2 separate regions of the Macaca mulatta genome follow, and region 1 is linked to region 2. A link is a contact called in public Hi-C data. All regions are on one chromosome and are shown on one strand. The core of a region is the stretch at or near the end of the contact, and the rest is flanking DNA. Distances in the headings are between cores, read along the strand shown.

The links. A called contact is a pair of places that touch in the nucleus more often than the background predicts.
Region 1: a Hi-C map of CD4 T cells shows a contact between it and region 2, with 4 times the contacts expected there. The contact joins the promoter of EGLN2 here to the promoter of SNRPA in region 2. A contact is called at or near these places in 3 of 14 Hi-C or Micro-C datasets (CD4 T cells, cortical neurons and liver).

Annotation. Positions count from the first base shown.
Region 1 is chr19:51,919,911-51,923,831 of T2T-MMU8v2.0, forward strand. It overlaps EGLN2 (egl-9 family hypoxia inducible factor 2), which reads left to right and starts at 1,627. Exons shown (of 5, transcript NM_001261091.1): 1 at 1,627-2,531. The coding sequence starts at 1,695.
Region 2 is chr19:51,869,100-51,872,786 of T2T-MMU8v2.0, forward strand. SNRPA (small nuclear ribonucleoprotein polypeptide A) reads left to right here and starts at 2,263. Exons shown (of 6, transcript NM_001257505.1): 1 at 2,263-2,538. The coding sequence starts at 2,466. LOC144337509 (a long non-coding RNA gene) reads right to left here. Exons shown (of 2, transcript XR_013410698.1): 2 at 2,276-3,132. It overlaps ACTMAP (actin maturation protease), which reads right to left and starts at 854. Exons shown (of 6, transcript NM_001194075.3): 1 at 532-854. The coding sequence starts at 854.

The DNA of each region.
Region 1 (3,921 bases), core at 377-2,876, 50 kb after region 2:
TCACATAATTTGCGTGCTCCGCCCCGCCAACGCCACTTGATTCCAACATGCAGGAAACGCCCCCTCCCAGACCCGGCCCCTCACACTGCGATCCCCCTCCCGCGCAAAGGGGGCGGGGCGGAGGATGATGCAAATGAACCTCGTGTCGGCCACGGAGCCCTGTTTCCTTTTTCCTTGGCTGGGGGCTTGTCCCGAACTTCCTCGCCCAGCGCGGCTCAGGTCTGCGCAGGCGCCGTTGCCTCCGTTGGGGCGCGGTCACGTGCCCAACGGGCGAGGCGGGGCGGGGCGTCGCGCGCGGTGGGGGCGGGGTATGGCGCGCTGTGCGGCGCAGGGCGGCTGGCACAAACGGCGGCGCCGGGGCCGGAGGAAAAAGCTTGGTGAGGAGGTCGCGGGGCGAGAAGGGAGCGGGAGGAGACTGAGTCGGAGCCGGGGCGCCGACACGAACAGGGCGGGGTGTGGGGGCGCCCGCCGGGGCCTGCCAGGGCGACCCCGGTAAGGGGGATGTGGGTGCGGCGCGGGGGAGGGGACGCGCGCCGGGGACGTTGGGTGCCGGCCGTTGGGGGGGTTGGGGTGGGGGCGGGGAGCGCGCGCCGGGCGGAGGCCGCGGGGAGGGGGAGGGGAGGGGGTCCGAGCGGCCCCTAGGCCTTGTCCCTGTCGCTACAGCTCTCCAAAGTGGCCTCAGGGCCCGCCCGGGGTTGGGGGCGTGGGGGTGCCCCGGAGGAGGGTGCCTTTTTCCCTCGTCCTGTCTCCGGGTGCGTGCACCCTCTTCCGTCCTTCCCTCTGCCGCCGCGGACCCTCTCCCCGAGGGCCCCTCCCTTCGGTCAGTCTCGGGACCTCCCTTCCGTCTGGGCGTGTGTCCGCCCCCGGCCGGCTTCCTCCCGTCGGGCTCGGGTCGACCCTACCGCCCCGCTCCGTCCCGGGCCCTCCCTCCCAGCTTCCCTCCCAGCTTCCCTCCGGTCTGTTTTTCTGTCTCTGGGTCCCTCGTTCTCTTTGTCTTTGGACTCCCCAGTTTCCTCTGTCTTTTGACCCCCCCGCCCCCAACTCTGATTCTCTCAGAATCCCCCACATTTCTCTGTCTGTCTCTGGAACGCCGAGGCAGATCCCTCCTATTTTCCAAACTCCCTCCTTCCCACCCCTCCACACCACCCTTTTCTACTCCAGCCCTCCTTTCTCTGTCTTTGGTTACCGCGTCCCACAACCCGCACCACAGTCCTCTGTCTTAGGGTCGTCTACCCAGCCTCTGGCCTCCAGCCTTTCCCTATCACTGTCCCTTGTCTGTCAGCGGACTCTCACACCTCCAGATTCTCAGGGTCTTCTCCCCGACTTGGCCCCAGGTTTTGGGGGACCTCTATAGTCAAGTCTGTCCTGGTCGTCTTCCCCACTCCTGCCCATGCCATCCCCTCTTTCCCTAGCCTGCCTGTCTCTAGCTCCTCTCACATCCCTTTTCTTTTTCCTTTTTCTAGCCACCCTGAAGGGTCCCTTCCCAAGCCCTTAGGGACGGCAGAGGACTTGGGGACCAGCAAGCAACCCCCAGGGCACGAGAAGAGCTCTTGCTGTCTGCCCTGCCTCACCCTGCCCCACGCCAGGCCTGGTGGCCCCCAGCTGCATCAAGAGGCAGAGGAGGAGGCGGAGGAGGGTGGCACCATGGGCCCGGGCGGTGCCCTCCATGCCCGGGGGATGAAGACACTGCTGCCATGGACAGCCCGTGCCAGTCGCAGCCCCTAAGTCAGGCTCTCCCTCAGTTACCAGGGTCTTCGTCAGAGCCCTTGGAGCCTGGCCGGGCCAGGATGGGGGTGGAGAGTTACCTGCCCTGTCCCCTGCTCCCCTCCTACCACTGTCCAGGAGTGCCTAGTGAGGCCTCAGCGGGGAGTGGGACTCCCAGAGCTACAGCCACCTCTACCACTGCCAGCCCCCTTCGGGACGGTTTTGGCGGGCAGGATGGTGGTGAGCTGCGGCCGCTGCAGAGTGAAGGCGCTGCAGCGCTGGTCACCAAGGGGTGCCAGCGACTGGCAGCCCAGGGCGCCCGGCCTGAGGCCCCCAAACGGAAATGGGCCGAGGATGGTGGGGATGCCCCTTCACCCAGCAAGCGGCCCTGGGCCAGGCAAGAGAACCAGGAGGCAGAGCGGGAGGGTGGCATGAGCTGCGGCTGCAGCAGTGGCAGTGGTGAGGCCAGTGCTGGGCTGATGGAGGAGGCGCTGCCCTCTGCACCTGAGCGCCTGGCCCTGGACTATATCGTGCCCTGCATGCGGTACTACGGCATCTGCGTCAAGGACAGCTTCCTGGGGGCAGCGCTGGGCGGCCGCGTGCTGGCCGAGGTGGAGGCCCTCAAACGGGGTGGGCGCCTGCGAGACGGGCAGCTAGTGAGCCAGCGGGCGATCCCGCCGCGCAGCATCCGTGGGGACCAGATTGCCTGGGTGGAAGGCCATGAAGCAGGCTGCCGAAGCATTGGTGCCCTCATGGCCCACGTGGACGCCGTCATCCGCCACTGCGCAGGGCGGCTGGGCAGCTATGTCATCAACGGGCGCACCAAGGTAAGGCCAGGTGGGGGCCTCTCTGGCGGGGCTTTGCAGCATCCTGGTTTGGCATTCAGTGCTCTGAGCACAGTGGGTTTGGAGACAGGCTTCTGGGGGGCTTCTGGGTTTAGGCAGTTCAGTGGAGTGGGTTGCTCACTTGTGGGGACTCGGGGGGGCCTTGTCCTCCCTGTGGGCCTTAATGTGTGCACCTGTAAGCTAGGAGTTTGTCCTGGAGCCACAGTGGTTCTTGACTTTGCCAGGAACTCTCTTGAAGAAACTCATGAGAGTTGCTGACATTCACAGCATGGGCCTTGGTGGGGTTCATGGCCTCCTGGTGTCTGTCTGGGGCCCCGGACCAAGCGCAGTGATGTAGACAGGCACACAGTTCACTTGTCTGTCCTCTGTTGCTGTCTGTCCCTGTCCGCATCCTTCCCTGCGCTCCTGTTGTCCATCCCTGTTTGCTGGCCCATGTCTCTAGTTCGTTCATCTGTCTCCCAGGCAGGAGAAGCAGAACGGGTAGGGTGTGATGAGTGAGCCCTGGGCTGAGGGAAGGAAAGGGGTGCTGCCCGCTAGGCCCAGTGCCTGGCCCTGGACTGCATTGTGCCCTGGGTCCCTACTGTGGCATCTGCATCGAGGACAGTCTCCTGGGGCTGGTACTGGGTCGCTGCCTGCTGACCCAGGTGGAGCTCTCATCCCCATGTCTCCCACCCTTCCCCGTCCCAGTCCCTGCCATCCATTCCCCCTGTCCTGTGTGTCACTTCCTCCCTTCCCATGTTTGTCTCTTCTCTCTGCCTTTATGTGTTTGTTCTTAGTCTCTTTTTCTTTTTGCTTTAGAACAGTAGTTCTTAATTGTATTTTGGAGTCTGGGTCTTTTTGAGAATCTGTCAGAGGCCACAGATTCTCTCTTAAAACAAATACTCATTTGCTTGGAGTTTCCAGGCAGTTATCAAGGCCTCATGGCCTCCAGCTGCCTGTTCAGGAACCTGGGGTCAGGAGCCCAGCACAGGGCAGTGGTCCACAGGGCCCTTCCGGCGTGCTGACAGGATCACTGTCTTCATAGGTGGTGTGGGGGCCTGGCCTTGAGTACAGGGCTTGGTGTCCTTTGGACAGGGCCCTGTGGGGAGTGCCCACTGCTCAACACAGCGATGCCTGGCTGGCCGATGGCACGGGCTGTGTTGTGCCCTGCAGGCATGAGGCTGAGCTCCTGATGTCCCCTGCCTCCTCCTGCAGATCCCATCTTGGGTTCTGCCTCTGTGTGGCTTTCCTCTCAGGCTGGAGCTGGCTCAGGGACCAGGGCTCCCCCGGGGCCAAGGCCTGTTTCCTCCCCACCCCAGCTGGAACTTGTTCTACTTCCCTCTCCCTCCCGTTACTTGATAGCTGAGCCAGAGCCGGCCCCTCCCTGGGCTTG
Region 2 (3,687 bases), core at 1,013-3,512:
TGACAGCCCTGTCCACTCTGGGTTGTCACTGTCTGGAGGGGTGGAGGGATCTGTTTCCCCCACTAGACTGGGCACTTGCTTTTTTTTTTTTTTTTTTTTTGAGACAGAGTATCACTCTGTCTTCCAGGCTGGAGTGCAGTGGCACAATCTTGGCTCACTGCAACCTCTGCCTCCGGGGTTCAAGCGATTCTCCTGCCTCAGTCTCCCAAGTAGCTGGGACTATAGTCGCATGACACCACACCCGGCTAATTTTTGTATTTTTAGTAGAGATGAGGTTTCACCATATTGGTCAGGCAGGTCTCCAACTCCTGATCTCAGGTGATCCACCTGCCTCGGCCTCCCAAAGTGCTGGGATTACAGGCATGAGCCAACGCACCCAGCATGGACTGGGCACTTGTGAGGACAGCTTTCTTCCTCTGATCGTGAGGACATGGGAACCGCCCCCCCCCCACAAAAGGAAATGGCTGAAGTGATGTGTGGAGAAGCGACTAGGGCAGAGCCTGGGTGGTGGGTGGGGCATGGAGACCCTACCGGTCCTTGTGCAGTTTCAGGAGCCTCTTCACGTCTTCTCTGCCCTTGGGAACCGGGCCAGCCTTCTCCAAGGCCTCCTTCAGGAGCTGGCTCTTCTCCAGGCCGAAGACATGAGGGGGAGCAGGCCCCGTGGCAGCGGGTGGAGGAGGCAGTGGGGGCGGTGGGGGAACAGCGGTCTGCTGACTCCAGGGAGGGGATGGTATAGCTAAAAAGTCCAGGGGACTTGGGGGTAGAGAAGGAGATGGAATGCTGCTGGCTTGGGGTACAGGGGTTCTTGGAGGAGGGATTGGTGGCTTTACGGGAGGAGAGCATGGAGAAGTCATTTTGGGGTCTACAGGAGGGGCTGAGAGGTTCAGAAGGTGGGGAGGGAAGGATCCTCCAACGGAGAACAGTCTCAGGGATGGAAATTTTAAAAATTTACGAGCTGAGTTCCAGAATCTGGGGGCTGAGCAGTGGGTGTGAAAGGACCACAGCTAATATTTGAAACCATGGGAGCAGGAATTGAGGGTGACTCAAGTCATAAGGCACCTGACAGTTAACAGGGTGGGGTCCTTAAATCCGGAACCGGATCTGTGGTACCGGTTGGGTTACCTTGGGAGTCTTAGGTGGACAGTCAGTAGGAGTTAACTCATTCTTTGGGGCTAGATGTGGAAACACATGAGTAAGTTTGGGATATGAAGGCTCAGACCTAAAGTGAGGTGCCTTAAGGGTGCGACTTAGGAGCCCAGGGCTAAAGATTCGGAGAACTTAGGTTCACTACCCCCTCACATCCCAGGCCCGAGTTTGGAACCTTTGGGCTGACCTTTGAGTCAGAGGTCAAGAGGTCAAAATGGACACCTGGCAGGAAAAACGGCCTAGTTGTGGAGAAGGTCCCGGAACCAGAGCAACAAAAACGTCTGTGGGTTGGAGAAGACTCAGAGATCAGAGGCCGGTGGGCGCCGTGATAACCGGTGGAAAAGGGAAGGGAGTCAGGAAGTAAGGTACACCTCCCACTCCCAGAAAATGGCGGCCCCCGCACACTGCTTTTCCCATATCACGGAGTATCACACGCAACAGTGCCCGCCCATTTGGCGATCACGTGACAGAAAACGCAGCGCTGGGGGGAAGAGGCGGGACTTCAAAAAGGATTGCCTCCGGAAGACATCACAGCGCCAGACGCGTCCCGATTGGCAAAATACTAGTGACCTTTACTGATTGGTCCGTAGACCCGGGAGTCACGGAAGGAGGTGGGCTTTCAGGGAGTCGGGCGGGGTTTTTCTACCTAGGCGGGAACTCAAATATCATTTTGATTGGCAAGAGCTGAGCCCAGAAACGAGACTTGCTCTGATTGGTCAAGCTACTGCGTTTCCGCGCGGAGATTGCCTGGCAGAAAGGCAGGGGCGGTGCCAGGAGAGAAAGCTTCGTGGTTTGGTCTCAGGAAAGTAGCAGGCGCCGCTTGAGAGAACTGCGGTCCTGTCGGAAGGTAACCTGGGGTGCAAACGACCATCGGCGGCGGGCGAGCGGTACGCTTGGCGTCCGGGCCTTCCTGGGCCCGTCTGAGGAAACTTGCTGCTCGAGGCCAGGCTGCCCAAGACCTGTCCCCTTTTTTCTATACTGGCTCCCACATCCGGGTTTTTCTCCAGGACGGCCCTTCGGATGCATGGGCCAATGGGAGTCGCCATTTAGGGCGCTCCGCCCACGGGGTCGCGTAGAGCATCCTGGAAGTCGTAGTAAATCTCTCGAGAGTTCCCTCTGCACGCGTGCTGGAGAAGCGGGTCCTACGCACGCTTTGTTGCCCGCGCTTTCCCTCGGTCCTTCCCCCTACTCCCGCCTTACCTGACTTCCTTTTGGGAGGAAGATCCTTGAGCAGCCAACGGTGGGACAAAGGATTTGGCGAAACCCAGGGCTAAAGTCACGTTTTTCCTCCTTTAAGCCTTACCTCAACACTTCACTCCATGGCAGTTCCCGAGACCCGCCCTAACCACACTATTTATATCAACAACCTCAATGAGAAGATCAAGAAGGATGGTGAGTTCTCGGGATAGTCCGGACTCCAGACTGTCCCGCACGGGCTGGTCCCTCTTCCACCCCCTGCATCCGCTTCTCTTTCTTAAGTGTTCCTCCAGCCAAACTTCGAGTTAACCCCTTGGCCTTTACACAAACTACTTCCTGTCTTCAACACTCCATTAGTTCATCTTACACTCTGCCCTTTAACCTGGTCACTGTTGCTCATCTTACAAGGTTTGAGGTCACAGGACCCTTCCTCCAGGAAGCCTTCCCTTGTCCCTTCACGTGGCTGCCGCTGACTTCCCATACGCTGAGGCCATCTCCCATCACGCCCTGATTCCTCTGAGCTGTCGTGGGGCTCTCTCTCCTCCCAGTGGCCTTTGAGCTCCGTGAGGGCAAGGACTGGGGCTTTCTTGGGTCACCGGCTTTTTCAGTGATCAGCTCACAATGAAAATGTACCGTAATGGTGGCTAATGCTCTGTATCATGGGTTAGTCTATGTGCTTTTATATAAATGTTGATTACATTTAGTTCTTACAACAAGCTTGTAGGAAGAAGGCTGTTGTTATTCCCATTCCTCAACTAACAAACTGAGGCAGGGCGCGGTGGCTCACCCCTGTAATCCCAGCACTTTAGGAGGCCGAGGTGGGCGGATCACCTGAGGTCGGGAGTTCGAGACCAGTCTGACCAACATGGAGAAACCCTGTCTCTACTGAAAATACAAAATTAGCCAGGCCTGATGGTGGCACATGCCTGTAATCCCAGCTACTCTGGAGGCTAAGGCAGGAGAATCGCTTGAACCCGGGAGACGGAGGTTGCAGTGAGCCGAGATCACACCATTGCAGTACAGCCTGGGCAACAAGAGCGAAACTCCGTCTCAAAAAAGAAAGGAAAAGAAACTGAGACAGGGTGATGTGACTTGCCCAGGGTCACATAGCAAGTAAAGTGGTTGAAGCCACCGGTATAGAATTCTGCTTAAGAACCCAATTTTTGGCCGGGCGTGGTGGTTAAGCCTAACACTTTGGGTGGCAGAGGCAGGAGGATCACTTAAACACAGGAGTTCAAGATCAGCCTGGGCAACAAAGCGAGACCTTGTCTCTACAAAAAAAAAAAAAAAAAAAAAGGCTGGGCGTGGGTGGGGTGTGTCTGTGGTCCCAGCTACTCAGGAGGC